Linked DNA regions of Rattus norvegicus: region 2 is linked to region 1. Evidence: chromatin contacts called from public Hi-C data. All regions are on one chromosome and are shown on one strand. The core of a region is the stretch at or near the end of the contact, and the rest is flanking DNA. Distances in the headings are between cores, read along the strand shown. Region 1 overlaps Caskin1 (CASK interacting protein 1). Region 2 overlaps Pkd1 (polycystin 1, transient receptor potential channel interacting).

Region 1 (7,890 bases), core at 1,722-4,221:
CCTTGTTTTAGGTCTCTGTCTCACTTAACTCTGCCCCCTTTCAGGTATGGGACATTGAATCCAAAGAGCAGGTGCGGACCCTAACGGGCCATGTGGGCACAGTATATGCCCTGGCAGTCATTTCAACACCAGACCAGACCAAAGTCTTCAGCGCATCCTATGACCGCTCCCTCAGGGTATGTGCTGCCCAGGAGGAAGAGGCCAGAGGTGGCTGGGCCAGGGTAGGCCCTCATCTCCCATGGTCCTTCATCCCCTAGGTCTGGAGCATGGACAACATGATCTGCACACAGACGCTGCTGCGCCATCAGGGCAGTGTAACTGCACTGGCTGTCTCCCGGGGCCGGCTCTTCTCGGGGGCTGTGGATAGCACCGTGAAGGTAAGTACCTATGGCTTGGGCTCTTGACAGGAGTTGGATGGGACAGAACTTGGAGAGTGGGTGAGGGGCAAGTAGCCCGGGCAGTTAACAGTAGAGGGCTGGGAGACTTAGACCGTCTGGAAGGGAATCCTTGGGCCATATGGGATCTGAAATAGAACTCTTTCTTTGCAGGTTTGGACATGCTAACAGAATCCAGGCCAGGCTTGACTCCTTCTGGGTCTGTAAGTCAGGCTGGACCTCCATGATGGCCTTGGAATGTCCGCCTGTCCTGTGGAGACAGGTAGACAGGCTCAAACAGCTAGGCAGTGTCCTCTCTGCCTCTGCTCAGTGCGGGGTCTTTCATAAGGCCTCACTCTTACTTCTACCAGAGAAATGCCCAGGCCCTGCTCTGGGCGCCAGGTACGATGCTTGCCCGGCCCCACCATTCATATCACTCCATAGACTTTTGTTTTGAGACAGGGTCTCACTATGTAGCTCTGGCTTGCCTGGAACTCACTGTCAACCAGGCTGGCCTCAAACTCACAGATCTGCCTGCCTCCACCTCCCAAGTGCTGGGAGTAAAGGCATGTGCCACCGCCCCTGGCTGGACCCAGATGGACCATGGGTCCTTTTTACTCACCTTTTCTACTGGTTTTAGACTGTATATAGATTTTATTACTTCCCTGTTGAAATAAAAGCTGCACAGACTGTGGTTGTGAGTGGAGACAGCATCTTGGGACCATCATTCATGTGGCCCCAAGGACGTTGGTACGCTCAGGCACAAGATGGGAGGGAGGAAGGCTGGGTGGACTTCCCTTCCCTGCAGGAGGCAACTTGGCACTCCTCTGCTCCTGGCCTCTAGGCTGAGCCTCACCACCACCCCCCCATGTCCCCAAAGAGTGAGCCAAGCAGCTCTGTTTCTGCTGTTTATTGACAGCTGACAGCAGCTCCCTGTCCAGACCCCCCTCCCCACTTCCTAGAGCCCTAGCCTGGGCTGCCCACACAGAGGAGGCTGATAAATGGCCAGCATGTTCAGATAAGGAAGCGCCAGGAGTGACAGTTGGAGGGGCCCTGTGTCCACACTACCTTAGTTGGCCCCTCCACCAGCTTACACCACAATTATGGTTTTGTTTTGGGTTTCTTTTCTTTTTTGGGGGGAGAGGGGGTTTAAAGAAATGTCAATGTTATGCCCAACACTTGTGGATCAGCAAACACGAGAGGAGACCAGTCAGTATTTTTTGGAGGGAAGAAAAGAAGGTGAGAGGTACTACACAACACAGCCTCAGACCATGAGCAGAACGTCCATGGGAATTCAGGGTGGGCGGGGTGGCTGCCTTATGAGGCTGCCTTGGGGAGGCTGGAGCAGACACAGCTCAAACACACATCTGCCCCTAGGCTGGCATGCACGCCCTTGCACTTACGCCCACACAGGGTTCACACTGGGTATACCCTTATACCAGCACCCCAAGGGCATGGCCACACCCAGAAGGAAGAAGCCCTCCCGAGCCCTGTGTGGCATGGAGGAGAGCCGGTGAGAGCAAGGCACGTCCTTCACATTCTTCAGACTCGGGAGCTGGAAGAACAGAGGAGACGCTCTGGGCAGAGCCACCCCCCAGATTGTGCCTCCCAGGTGTGCTCGTGACCAGGGGCAAGACCACTCCTAGATGAAAGAGAAGGGCAGACAGGTGGCCTCAGCCTCTGACAGCTTTAGTCTCAAGCTGGACTTGTAACCTTCCTGTTGGTAAATGGTTTCTATAGAATCAATAATATTTCTTCTCTTTAAATATATATTTGTTAAAGTTATCTTTTTGTTTTTCTGGGGAAATTTGCCTCAGCTCATTCCCAATAAATTAATACTCTTGATAGCTTATATTCTGGGGTGCAGTGGGGCGAGCCCAACCTTGGCCCCCCTGTCCCTTGTGCTGTGCCAGAGCAGCTGGCAGAGGTTCCCCAATGGGCAGTTCTGTGCTAGGCCTAGGCCTGTGCTCTGCCAGATTGGAGAGAGGGCCACAGGACCACCCCCCTCATCTTCCCTTGGTGCTCAGTCTGCCTAGGGCAAGGGAGGGGCAGCCCTCCGCCAGCAGAGCAAAGCCTGCAAGGGTAGGGCCCAGCAGTTGTTGCACAGGGAGCAGCAGATAGGAATGGGCACCAGCGGGCAGCGCATCTGCTCAGAGCCCTTGGAGCGCCCCCGACCCCCATGCCAGGGGGCTGACGACCAGCCTGGGCCAGGAGTAGGAGTTGTGCTTGTGCAGAGCTGGGCGTGCCCCGCCCACTCGGCCCCCACCCACCGCTTGGAAGTGCCTGTCCTGAGGTAAAGGTCAAAGTGCGGGGAGTACGGTGGGCCCACGTGGGTGGCTGCCTCACTCCAGCATGGCGTCCAGCTGGTCGGCCAGGTCGTCAAACATGCTGCCGATGTCTTCCAGGATGCTGCCAGTGCTCTTCTCCTCGATGGAGGAGGGGCTGAGGGTAGGCATGCATCAGTGGGGTGGGATGGCACAGGCCCCCTTACTCAGGGCTAGGCGGCTCCACAGCAACCCACTCTTAAACCACCCTGGATGGCTCCGCCTACCCATACCAGTCCACTAGCAAGAGCCACACTCTGTGCTGGACCAGAACTACCGCCCCAGATCAAAGTACCTACCGAGGGCCTTGTCCGTCTTCCTGCCTGATCTTCTCCTCCACCGCCTGCAGTGCTGCAGCCAAACACGCGCTAGTCTCTTCCAGCTTCTGCCGAGCACTGTCCCCGGGCGAAGCACAATCTGAAGCTACTGGGGGTCCGGAGACCACTGAAGCGGCAGCGCGAGGGGGCTTGGTGGGTACTTGCAGCGCAGGTGCCCCTGGGGAAGGGGGCTTGGCGGGGCTGGCGCTCTGCGAGGGCGGTGAGCTAGCTGGCTTGATGAGGGCTGCTGGCGGCTGACGCGCCGGCGAGGGCACAGGCGAGGGGGTGGCGCTGCTGGACTGCAGTCCCGCCAAAGCCTTGGCTGGCTTAGGCGCTGTAGGTGGCGGTGGAGGCTTGGGTGACACAGGCGGTGGCGTGCCGTGAGCACGCTTTACCTCTGCAGGGAGGAGGACGACGCTGGTACCCGGGAAATAACAACACACCTACCACTCACTGCGTTCCCTCCACCCAGCAAGAGAGACGCCCTATTCTCACTGCAGCCGCTAGGGTATGCGAATCTACTGCAAAGTGTGTCACTGCTTCCCAAGTTCCTTCAGATGCGGACTGATGCATCCAGCTGCAATGGTTGTCTCAGTACTTCTGCACTGCTCTCCTGTCTGGAAACCTCCCCTCCCCCGTCTCAGGGTACTCCGGCTAGGTTTTCCTGCATATGTTATGTGCTACTACTCTGGGTCTTCTGTACCTCCTTCACTGAATAAGAGGCACGTACGTCCACTACAGGGGTGGCAGAGTTATCCCACAGTAGATAGTTAAAGAGCTCTTAACTATCAGATCAGACAGTCTTATCTCACACCACCTGGGCTTCATCAAATTCAAAAAGGAAAGCCAGACTATGAGATGGGAGCAGGCTAGGGTCCTGTCCTAAGACCCCTTGCTCTGTCTTAGCTGGCTTTCTATACCTACCTGGGCTGCCAGGGCCTGGCAGTGGCACCTTCTTGGAGGCAGGTGTAGGTGAGCCCTGGATCTTGGACACAGGCTGAGCCAGAATGGGCTTGGGAGAGACGGGTGGCTTCACCGGCTTCCGTGCACTGCCATCAGGCAGGGGCAGTGGAGGCAGTGGCATCAGGTCAGTGGGTGGGGGCTCGGCAGGTGGAGGAGGAGGGGGCAGCTCTGGGGGCCCAGCCTGCTCTGAGGCTGGCCGTCGGCGGATGGTGGCTGTGCCATTCTGATACACGGACAGTGGTGGGGGTGGCTCAGGCCCAATGTCAGGCTCCTTAGCCTTGGGCCTGCGCTTGACTGTGTCAGACTCTGTCAGGATGAACTTGACATTCTCCTGTTGGCTCTGCTTGGCCCGGATGCGCCTCTTGAGTGTGGCGCTGGCCTCTACCCGGGCAAGGGGAGGACCCTCCACACCTGCCTCACCCTTGGCTGGACCTCGAAGCCGTTGTCGGGCCGTGCCATCCTCCATAAAATGACTCTGCTCTGCAGGTTCCCCAGGTCCCCGGCGAGCAGTGGCCAAAAGTCCAGTGACTGGGCCACTGAGTGTACGGCGCCGGTTCACCACTTCACCGTCAGGCCCAATGGCCTCTTTGTGCTTTACAGAGGCCAACACGGTAGCTACTCTGCCCGGGTCTGGACTGGCAGGACGAGGTGTGGGGTGGCCTTCGGGGGGCCTGCGAATAGCTCGCCCCCCACCCCCAATGGAAGACAGCTCCAACATGGCTGCGATGCTCTTCACACTGCCAGCACTGCCTGTGTCCACACTGCCAGCGAGATCACTAGCCCGCCGGCGTTGTGCCCGGACCCCCAGCCGGCCATCCTCTGTCTCAACATCTGGAGACGGCTCATCAGCTAGGTTGGCGCTAGCCATGGCTGAGCTGGAGCGTTTGGGTGGAGGGGGTGGGGGCCCCTTCTTACGTGGCCGCACAGCAAAGGACTGGCTGCGGTTAACGTTCTTGTCAGTGCCAGCAGGAGCCCTCACTGAATGGCTCCGACCCACACGCCGCTGGACTGTGGCATAGGGTCCAGCGGCAGCAGGCACCAGCAGCTCATCCCGCTCGGGCTCGCTGTCGGACGCTGCATAGCGATTCAAGCTGTGGGCACGTTTCTTGGGCCGCCCAGGCTCTACATCAGCTTCTGGGGGCAAGCATAGTGTGGGCACAGCTGCTGGTACCGGTGGGGGCACAGGTCCTGGAGCGGGTGGCCCTGCCTCACCCTCAACTGGTTGGGGCAGCACGTAAGCAAAGCCACGGTGTGTGGGTGACTGAGGCAGGGAACGGGGTGACATGGGTCGGTCTGTTGGTGGTAGCAGCTGTGGGGTGGGCTTCACCTTGGCTGTGGCTGGACCATGAGGTCCCCCAAGGGCCTGAGGGGAGCCTGGCTGAGCTTTGGTGGGCGTCTGTGGGGGCGTGAAGTGGCTGACACCGGATGGAAGGACCTGTCGTGGCTTGCCAGGCACTGGGGGCACACTGGCCCTCTTGACACTGTGGCCATGGCGGCTAGACCGCACCTCCTTGGGTGGGGTGCCAGGAGCTGGACCCTCATCCAGAAGGTATTCCTGACTTCGTGACATAGGACTGCCCGGCCCCTGAGGCCCATCACCCAGCAGCTCCTGAGAGCTGCTCATGTGCCGAGCCCGTCCACTCAGGCTGGACTCCTGTCGCGAGGTTGTCCTCGGAGTGGCTGGCAGGTGGTTGGAGGATTTCTCGGCAGCAGCTGCACCTGCTTCAGCTGGGCCGGACAAGGCAGCCTGCAGCTCACCACTGAGCTCACTGTCCTGGAAGGTGGTCATCTTAGGAGACTGGCACTCTGCTGCAGCAGGCTCAGATGGGGGTGGTGACTCGATGGCCATCATTTCAAGTGACTGGGGTGCCTTTCGGCGCAGCGGTCCCCCCTCATACTTGGAGTATTCTGCCTTTTGCAGCTCTGCCAGTTTCCTCACCGCCAGCATCAGCTTCTTTTGGTGTCCTGAGTCAGGAGTAGGGGAGAAGCTGGTCAGGAGGACCTGTAGGTACAGGCAGATGTGGAAGGGGTAGGCTGGGACCTTACCCAGCTTGGTGATGCCGATCTCCTGCAGGTCCTCCCAAGTGATATCGGTGATGAAATCAATGTTCTCATAGCCGTTGTCCACCAGCACCTTGTAATACTGGGCCAGACCAATCATTGACAGCCACACAGCCAGGTTAGCCTATGGAGAGGGGGACAGAGAGGGGCAGCCCAAGCTGGCTGCTCACACCGTGACCACCTACTTGGAATTATTAGAAGATAAGCCTGTGGGGCACAGACAGACAGAAGGACAAACAGACAGGTCTGAAATATCAGTATTGCAGACAGCCTAGGCACAGCCTTGGTGGGAACTGCAGACCAGCTCCTCAACATGCCAACTGCACTTAGGGCACACACAAGTCAACACACGCAAACACACTTGGGATACTTATCATTTGGGACACAATTTCGTATACAAAAAAAAGTGTTTCTTTGCCTGATCAGGTGGCCACAGGCAGTGTCCTGAGGAGACACACCCACACACCAGATACAGACGCACGATGCCACAGAAGATCCACGTACACGGCACGCACGCCCAGCATGCTGCTTCCAGCTATCCAAAGCACAGGCACCCTTTCTCCATCACCCTCGCGACGTCTCCCCACCCGTAGCAGATGCATGGCCACGCACCTGTGACACATTCGCCACACAGCCATACCAGGAATGAGCAAATGTCCAGTGTCCACCAAGAACTGCCCAGTCGTCCCAAGCTCCCAGCTGAGGCCACTCTTGCACCCACACTCAGCACCTTCAGTCATGCAGGTGACAGAGTGAGGCGAGGTCCGTGAGCCCCGGATGTGCTCCTGGGAAGATCCCTGAGCTGCTGACTACTGAGTGGCATGGTGGGACAGATGGGCGCAGCCCTGTTTGCCAAGAGATCCAGGACCCTGGGGAGGGCAGGCACTGGTTAGCCAGCAACACCTCTCCCGTAGGTGGATAGGAGAACAAAGCGGGTGTGCAACCCAGAGGGCCAGCATCAGCTCAGCTGTCCCCATATAGGTATCTCTTCGTAAGAAAGAGCAAAGGCCACTGCTGTCAGCCATCACACAGGCCAGCATGTGCAATGGGACTTGTGTGCATGCATGTGGCAAGCATGTCTGACACCAGCCCATCTGCAGTCCATATATGTGTAAAAGACAGTGCTATATGGGTGCTGGCTGTGAACAGAGAAGGCAAAACCTCCTGGCTTGAGGTTCTCACAACCCCTTGAGTCTTAGCCATGAGCCTGCCTGGGGAGTTTACCCCCATAATAGACAAACAGGCTGTCCAAATAGCTCCCTGCTATCAGGCCACCTCTGTAGCCCAGGCAAGCCTTAAACTCATGATCCTCCTGCCTCAGCCTCCCTGAGTGCTGGTTGTAGGCCTGGCTCCATCTGTAACTCCACTTCCTAGGACCCCAGAAGGCAGATGAGGGATGTAGCCAGGAAGGCAGCCTGTCTGTCTGTCCATCTGCCTGCTGGTCCTGGCTCGGCCACCAGGGCGCAAGGAGCCTTACGGGTTTGTGTTCAGGCAGGCAGTCAGGGATGTTCAGGCCGCTGATCTCTGCCGTAATCTTCTTACGGTGGCCTGGCTTGGTAACACCAATGGCTGTGAGGTCCTATGCAAAGAGGAGGCCCATTAACTAGCAGGTAGGAGGGATCTGCCTTTTGGAAGGGAAGCGGCTGGCCACAAACCCACAGTAGCTCACCTCAGGGGTCATGCGACTGATGGTGGGCAGGTCATAGCCAGCACTGGTGAAGTTGGGGGCATAGAGCTGTAGCTGGAATGTGGCAAGCCACTGACTGACTGCCTCAGCACTCTGCAAGACACAAGGCACCAACTGCAGCCTGTCCCCTGCTGGGCTGCGCCCCAACCTCCACTGTGCCTCCT
Region 2 (7,890 bases), core at 2,661-5,160, 90 kb before region 1:
GGCAGCATTAGGTACAGACAGGCACTGCCAGCGGCCTGACGCCTACAGCAGGGTGAGTGTCATAGGAAGTTGTTGGGAAAGCTGGGGCAAGTGGTGCAGTGTCTGTCAGACTCCTGGCACTATACTAACTTTCTGTGTGAACTGGATAGGTCTCCTCCTGACTAAGAAATGGCCAGTTTTTCCCATGCACCCCCCAACCCCCACCCTGGCTCCTGTTCCCACCATCGGGGTCTCGCCCTCTATCTGAGTGGCATTTATTGTGGGCCTTTTTTAGTTTGTTAGAAGGGATGGCAGGCACTGCCAGAGGACTGGAGGGGGACCCAGAGGAACCTGTGCTTGTGCCTTCTAACAGTGTTTCTTTCAAATTGTCTTTGCAGTCTTCCTCAGCATCTAGCCAGGAAGAAAAGTCCCACTTGGAGGAGCTGGCTGCAGGGGGTATCCCCATTGAGCGGGCCATCTCCTCTGAGGGGGCTCGGCCTACAGTGGACCTGTCCTTCCAACCCTCACAGCCTTTGAGCAAGTCTAGCTCTTCTCCTGAGTTACAGACCTTACAGGACATCCTTGGAGACCTAGGGGACAAGACTGACATTGGACGGCTGAGTCCTGAGGCTAAGGTCCGATCCCAGTCGGGGATCCTGGATGGGGAAGCAGCTACCTGGTCAGCTCCGGGTGAAGAGAGCCGTATCACAGTCCCACCTGAAGGTCCCCTGCCTTCCAGTTCTCCCCGCTCCCCTAGTGGCCTCCGGCCCCGAGGCTATACCATCTCTGATTCAGCTCCATCACGAAGGGGAAAGAGGGTAGAAAGGGACAACTTCAAGAGCAGAACTGCGGCCTCCAGTGCTGAAAAGGTGCCAGGCATCAACCCTAGGTGGGCACAAACCCCAAGTTGCTACCATCTCCAGGGGATGCATTTTCTCTTTGGCTGGAGCTCCCAGACACTGCCTGGGAGAACAGGCAGACACGGATCCTTGTGTCTTCCTTGTGGCTGGTGGGAGCCATGAGGAGGGTGGGTCCTTGACTTAGGTCCTGCCATGGTGTGGGTGGGGCCTCCATCCTGGCCCTGCCCTGACCAATGCTTTCCCTGCAGCTTTGTGTTCCTACAGCTCTACCATTCACCCTTTTTTGGTGATGAGTCCAATAAGCCCATCCTGTTGCCCAACGAGGTAGGCCAGCCTGCCTTCTGCCATAGTAGGGGTGGGGTCACAGAGGGTCTATTCCCTCGTGGCAGTAGGCTGTGTTCTACTTGGGTAGACACAGTCATCCTGAGGACTGGTACTATGTAGACTATCTGGGTTGGCGGCGGCTGGTGGCAGGGTAGTCTCTGCCCTGAACTCACATAGGTTCTGTGTGTCTACAGTCCTTTGAACGGTCAGTGCAGCTCCTTGACCAGATCCCATCCTATGACACTCACAAGATTGCTGTCCTGTATGTGGGAGAAGGCCAGGTAAGGCCCTGGAGTCAGCATAGGACTACTGGGTCTCAACAGTGGGTGTAGGTCTCTCCCACCTTAGAGTTCAGTCTGATTCTTTGATACTCTGGAGTACTGGGAGCTTGTTGAGCCCTGAGCCAGAAGCACAGCCATGAGATGACAGACAGGCCAATGTATTGGTATGCAGAGCTGTGAGGACTGCAGGGTGCATGCACACAATAGCAGGGCTCTGAGGTCCTAGGATGGGCCACTGAGTGAGAATAGCTAAGTGGCAGCAGACAGAGGGCCATCATGGATAATCTCAGCCTAATAGATGAACATGGGCTATACTTTTCTTCTGAGTGAGGTGGGGACCCTGGACTACTTTGAGCCACCATTAGTGCCAGCATTTTGAAAAATATCCCTCTGCTGTGTAGAGCCTTGATGGAATCAGGTGATCACTATCCAAGTGAGAGGAACAGGCTTGGGTTTGGTTGCAGGGTTGCTGAGCAGTGCTAGGGTTCTGGGTATGTTGTTGCTAGCTGAATGTAAGGGTAAAGAAGCAGGGAGGCCAGGGGTCACCCATGTATAAGACAGGACAGCTGTGAGCATGAGAGTAGCCGAGTGGGAGATGATTTCCATCAGTGCCGAACCTGCCAGGCTTAGGACTGTTAAAGTGGTGCCATTCTCACGCCCTGGATTTTTCCACAGAGCAGCAGTGAGCTGGCCATCCTATCAAATGAGCATGGCTCTTATAGGTACACAGAGTTTCTGACAGGCCTGGGTCGGCTTATTGAGCTGAAGGACTGCCAACCAGACAAGGTGTACTTAGGTGGACTGGATGTGTGTGGCGAGGATGGACAGTTCACGTACTGCTGGCATGATGACATCATGCAAGGTGTGTACTGCTCTAGGCAGGCCTGCTTCCAAGCCCTGCCCTCTGGGAAAGAAACAGGAGATCTGGAGGGAACAGGGATCTGAGCCTGGGCCCTTAAGTCCAGCATTTGGTATCCTGTCCTGGCACCCAGTCCAGTGTCACCCACCCTACAGCTGTTTTCCACATTGCTACCCTGATGCCCACCAAGGATGTGGACAAGCACCGTTGTGACAAGAAACGGCACCTGGGCAATGACTTTGTTTCTATCATCTACAATGATTCTGGTGAGGACTTCAAGCTGGGCACCATTAAGGTGAGTGAGATCTCCATGTGCTGGGTACCAAGGCAATGGCTGAGCTCTGCCACTCCCATCACCAGGCTGATCAGCAGCCCAGGCCATCTACAAAATGCTCGCTGGTATATCTAGAAGTGGCCTTGAGTGTTGTCTTGGGAGAGGGTAGGATCTGGGAGCCCCATGTACTGGGACAGGCTATCAGAGACACAGGAGACATGATCACAAAACCTTTCTTCATATATAGGATGAGCTGTGGCCCTCAAGCCTAACTAGGTGAATATGTCCTGGGCTGTGTACAGTGTGTGCAGTCTGCTTACAGTGGCTTTTAAGGGTCCTTGTTGGGTCTGCACTGTATCACAGCTAGGGGAGGTGAGGCAAGGCTTTGGGAAGCCAGTGTACAGGGGCTCATGGGCAATGTCATCCCAGGAGAATAGCCTCAGCTTTGTCTCTTATGTCTGTGTATGTGTGTCGGGAGTACTTCGGGGTGCCAGGCAGCCTGTAAGACAGGTTGTATGTTTTAAGCTAAACATAAACAAATCTGTTAGGGCCCAGATGGAGAGTAGGTTGTTTAGCCAGAGATGGAGACAAAGGTAGGTGGACAAATGCTGCCTTGCTGAGGTGACAATCCTCGACACAGCAGAGCAGAGGGCCTGCCTTTAGCGCATGCTCATACCAGGAGGATTTTCCTCTCGTCTGGGCAGGGCCAGTTCAACTTCGTCCATGTGATCATCACACCGCTGGACTATAAATGCAACCTGTTGACCCTGCAGTGCAGGAAAGGTGAGGCCCAGGCTGGGTAGGGTGGCAGTTTTGGCCTGAGTCAGGTATGAGCAGTGTGTCTCCACAGACATGGAGGGCCTTGTGGACACCAGTGTGGCCAAGATTGTGTCTGACCGCAACCTGTCCTTTGTGGCCCGACAGATGGCCCTGCATGCAAATGTGAGTAGTGGCTGCAGCCTGGGGAGATGGTAGTGTGGTGCTCCTCGGTGGAGCTCACTATGGCCATACTCTGTCCTCTCCAGATGGCCTCACAGGTACACCACAGCCGATCCAACCCCACGGACATCTATCCCTCCAAGTGGATCGCAAGACTCCGCCACATTAAGCGTCTCCGTCAGCGGGTAGGAAGGACAGGGCTTCTGAGATGTGACGTCTGAATCTTGTTGGAACAGAACTTCTGGGCTCACTGCCAAAGCTTTCTCTCTCTCTAGATCCGTGAAGAAGTGCACTATTCAAACCCAAGCTTGCCTCTGATGCACCCTCCAGCCCATACCAAAGTCCCAGCTCAAGCCCCTACGGAGGCTACACCCACCTACGAGACAGGCCAGCGGAAACGCCTCATTTCCTCTGTGGATGACTTCACAGAGTTTGTGTGAGGCCACCAGAGCCACAACTGGAGTCCCGTGGCCATGCACCTGGCCCTTCCCTGAATGACACCTCCTGACTGTACTCTTACATGAAATAAAACTGCCCGTGCCCATCTGGCCCTTGGAGTTCAGAGAGCAGCACAGACAGCAGTCAGACAGCTTCTTTATTTGACTTTGTCTTGTCTGTTTGGGGCTGGAGCAGAATCAAGGCTAGAGCTGCAGCTGAGCCCACAGAGGCAGGCAGGTGCCATTGCATACATTCTCCCCCCCTCCCCCCGCCATGGGGCCAGCCCCATTGGTGGGCTTGTCCAATAACTTCTTGGCATCTTTCATCCCATAGTAGTCCTGCCCTTGCTCAGATCTGAGACCAGCAGATCTGCGTGCTGCCTGGCCCCAGACAAGGGAGGGAAACAAGGCCATGGTGGCCCCAATTGCTGTCCAGCGCCTGCCCAAGGCCAGACTCGGATCCAGTAATAGCTGCAGCTCCCCGCACCCCTGCCCTGGGTAACAGTGGACCCATTTTCAGCCCAAGTAGAAAATACTGACATACAAAAATATATACATTTTAACCCCATATAAATTATTGATGGTGGACATAGGAAGCAGGTGGGAACTAGAGGGCAAGGATGCTGCGGAAACAGGAGAGGTGGTAATAACTTAGGGGACGGATAAAGGAGAAGTGTAGCCTAGCCCTCCCTCGAGCTTAGATTTTAGCAAGAGGAGATGGCCGCCTAGGGGTAGAGCTGGGCGCAGCCCGCTGAACCTGAGGACTCGGGGGAAATAAATTAGCATCTTGGAGGCTGGGTACTCACTTGGTCCAATACTGCTGTGTCCTCCTGTGCGGAGGGGACCCTGGGTCCTGGCTGGCCATACAGCCTTTTTAAAGTGCTGAAGCCCCATAGGTGGGCAGGTAAGGAAGGCAGCAACACCTGTACCCGGAAGAACTGGTGTGCAGCTGCTCTGCCTAGCCCAACCTAGAGGGCAGCAGAAGGTAATACTGAGTGGTGTCCACCCTGGCTCTGAGAGGCCAGTGTAAGCTCCAGGCACTCCCAGGGAAAGGAATGGCAAGACCCCTAGGGACTAAGTGCTGCTGGGGTGGACCTTGTTATTAGGCCACAGGGACACCCTGCTAGGGCCTGTAGTCTGATCTGGCCCCTGACTGGCCCGAGCAAGGCGGCTGGGCAAAGCTGGCTGAGAGGCTGGGAAGCCACCAGGGGAGGGCGAGGAAGGAGGTCCGCTGTGCCCATGGCCTCGAAGGCTCTGGAGTTGTTGCTCCAGCTGGTAGACATCCTCTGTGGCCTGGTTGAGTCGGTCAAATTGGACAAGCAGGCTTTCAAACACAGCATGTAGGCGTGAGGGCTCTGGTTCCAGCCTCAGTGCTGAGCGGCCTAAGCCAGCACTCAGCCCATCTGGCTGGCTGGATGAGGTGGAAGGGTGTGAAGCTTCTGAACCTGCGCTGGGTGGAGGCACAACTGGGGATGACTTGGAACCCCTGGATGAGCGGGAAGGCAGTGGATCCATTCCTTCAAAGCGGACTTTGTGGCGGAACTGGGGGCGGCACAGGGGCTCGGTCAGTCCGGCTGCACCCTGGGCTCGCGAGACCCAGGGTGTGTCCCTCTCCCCCCCACTGGGCCGTACCCACCTCCTTGACCTTGCTGAAGCCCATCCAGAGCCGAAGCCTACGCAGGAAAAGCTCCACCATCTCATAGTCCTGGGGCTCCCACGCTGGGCGGTAAAGCTCCCCACGCAAGGCATGGTACCGCCAACGCAGGAGGACAGCCCCTAACCTCAGGGCACCCCACACTCGCAGAGCCCAGAGCCCCACACACAGCAGTGGGGACAGGTACCAGGACTCAGAAGGGCACAGAGTGGGGACCCTCGCCCCAGGGCACAGTACCAGGAAGGCTCGGGCCATGCTGTAGAGAGTATCTGCACCAGAGGAAATAAGCTACGGGAAAGAGACACAGATAAAGGCACGCCCTTGGGGAAGCCCTTTCCTGCTACCCCACAGCAGCAACCTACCAGGATGGCCATCTGTGCATAGGCCACGCCAAGCAGGACCAGGCCCAAGGTGGCTCCCATGAGCTCTGGCAGCGCCCGACACAATGTCTTGCCAAAAACAGACCACTGGCGCACAAACCGCAGCTGCTGGGCAGCCTGTGGACAGGAGGTAGTTTGTCAGCTTTCCCCAGGCCATGGAGTCCGGTCCTAGTCATGCACCAGGCTGCACCTCTTGCCCTCACCTTGACCAAAAGCAGGAAGAGAAGTGAAGCTGCCAGTCCACGAGCCACAGAGCCCAGCTGAGCCACTTGGTCAAAGCTAGTGAAGTGGTGTGGATGGTCGTGCACAAAACGGGTCCATTGGCGGTCAGCAATGCCCAGCTGGGCCAGGCGTACCAGTCCTGTGGCTGCCGTCAACATCACCAGAAGCCACCGCGCCCAGGCCTCAGGCCTTGCTGTGCGTGCACACCCCTCTCTGCGCCAGGTATGCACCTCAGCCACGGAGAAGTATAAGGCAAAGAGCAGCAAGCACACCTGGGACGGGCATGAGCAGGGTTGAGAGGAGATACATGAGGGTGTTGTCCAGTGTTCAGATCCCCATGGGGGCATGATCAGGGTTCTCAGGAGATGTCAAGGGGAAGGGCATACCGAGGTGAGTAGTGGCAGAGACAGGCCGGTGCTGAGTCGCCGTAATGCAAATGGGCGGACACTGAAGGCAGCCAGTGCATGGCCGGCTACAGGGAACTCGAGGCGCAGTGTAACAGCAGCATGTAGCCCCACAGCAGGGCTGTAGCGGGTGAGTTCTACGAACACTGCACGGCTCCTGCATGGAGGATGCTGTCAGCACAAGGGGCCATGTGTACAGGAGCATTGGATACAGGATGGGAAGTGGCTATGGTTTAATCACCAGTTACAAAGGGGGCATGGGGGGGGGCGGGGCACAGAGGACTCAGGGCTAGGCATGGGGACAGCTGGCTAGAAGTGAGGCTCAGAGGCCTGCCATTCCCCACTCAGCACCCACCTGCTGTCAAGCCAGTTGTGCAGCTGCAGGAAACCCAGCCGGGCACGGCTCTCCTCCAGACTTAGTCCTAACTCCTGTATGTAGCCCCCACTGTCATACACTGCACAGTAGCCCCAGTACCAGGCGCTGTGGAGACAGGGCAGGGTTGGAAACTCTCTAGTTTTGAGAGTAACTGATAGGCCCCGAGGGGGCCAGAAGATCCTCTGGAGAACTCCCCTTACCCCGGTGGGCTTCAGGCTCTTTTCTACTCACCCCAGCAGGTCCGGGGCAGAGTAAGCCCATGTCTCAGAGCCATTTTGCACCACACTCTGCCAGCCAATGCCATAGTCACTGGTGCTCAAACTTCCTGTGGCTGAACACATGTGCTCTGAGCTAGAAGGGTCTGGACAGAATGCTAGAAAGCAGAGGGCTGGGACTCAGGACATACTATACATAACCCAATGGGTGACTCACTGTTCAACTCGGTTGTGCCCCTGAGCTGTGACCTCCCCAAATCTCTTAGCCTCCCATACAGCAAACATTATGATGTTATAAAAAAGCAACAGAGGGGGTTGGGGATTTAGCTCAGTGGTAAAGCGCTTGCCTAGCAAGCGCAAGGCCCTGGGTTCGGTCCCCAGCTCCGAAAAAAAGAACAACAACAAAAAAAAAAAAAAAAGCAACGGAGGAAAACCATCCAGTTAAGCAGAGTTCAAACTGCCCAACTGCGGTTGCTAAGGAAGCAGCAGGATGATCAGCATGGACCACCATCCCCAGCTCACCTTCCTGCAGCCGCACCTGCCGTAGCCGTGGAGGCCCCAGCTCAGGGCTAGACTGGTTCCCATGGACGTAGGGCAAGAGCACATGTGACATCCATGGCCAGAACTCATCAGACCTGCCAACAATAGTCCATCACTGAGATCAAGGCTGTCAGGGTCCAGGAAGT

What was found. A called contact is a pair of places that touch in the nucleus more often than the background predicts.
Region 2: a Hi-C map of frontal cortex shows a contact between it and region 1, with 2.4 times the contacts expected there. The contact joins two enhancer-like sites. A contact is called at or near these places in 3 of 12 Hi-C or Micro-C datasets (frontal cortex, liver and prefrontal cortex).

Annotation. Positions count from the first base shown.
Region 1 is chr10:14,031,307-14,039,196 of GRCr8, reverse strand. It overlaps Caskin1 (CASK interacting protein 1), which reads right to left. Exons shown (of 20, transcript NM_080690.2): 15 at 7,709-7,819; 16 at 7,517-7,618; 17 at 6,025-6,163; 18 at 3,940-5,943; 19 at 2,998-3,412; 20 at 1,270-2,816. The coding sequence ends at 2,717. Traf7 (TNF receptor associated factor 7) reads left to right here. Exons shown (of 21, transcript NM_001415153.1): 19 at 45-176; 20 at 258-377; 21 at 549-1,080. The coding sequence ends at 563. Among named protein-coding and RNA genes, the nearest start is that of Caskin1, 17 kb to the right of the region's middle. Within about 2 kb of position 2,971, at least 38 of the 93 cell types and tissues checked have an H3K27ac peak or open chromatin away from gene starts, as enhancers often do.
Region 2 is chr10:14,121,886-14,129,775 of GRCr8, reverse strand. Pkd1 (polycystin 1, transient receptor potential channel interacting) reads right to left here. Exons shown (of 46, transcript NM_001414013.1): 39 at 7,727-7,839; 40 at 7,221-7,362; 41 at 6,969-7,094; 42 at 6,596-6,770; 43 at 6,191-6,481; 44 at 5,970-6,104; 45 at 5,590-5,895; 46 at 4,094-5,495. The coding sequence ends at 5,028. It overlaps Tsc2 (TSC complex subunit 2), which reads left to right. Exons shown (of 42, transcript NM_012680.3): 33 at 1-52; 34 at 378-868; 35 at 1,088-1,163; 36 at 1,358-1,444; 37 at 2,120-2,306; 38 at 2,459-2,598; 39 at 3,282-3,360; 40 at 3,428-3,519; 41 at 3,603-3,701; 42 at 3,792-4,096. The coding sequence ends at 3,956. Among named protein-coding and RNA genes, the nearest start is that of Tsc2, 34 kb to the left of the region's middle. Within about 2 kb of position 3,910, at least 7 of the 93 cell types and tissues checked have an H3K27ac peak or open chromatin away from gene starts, as enhancers often do.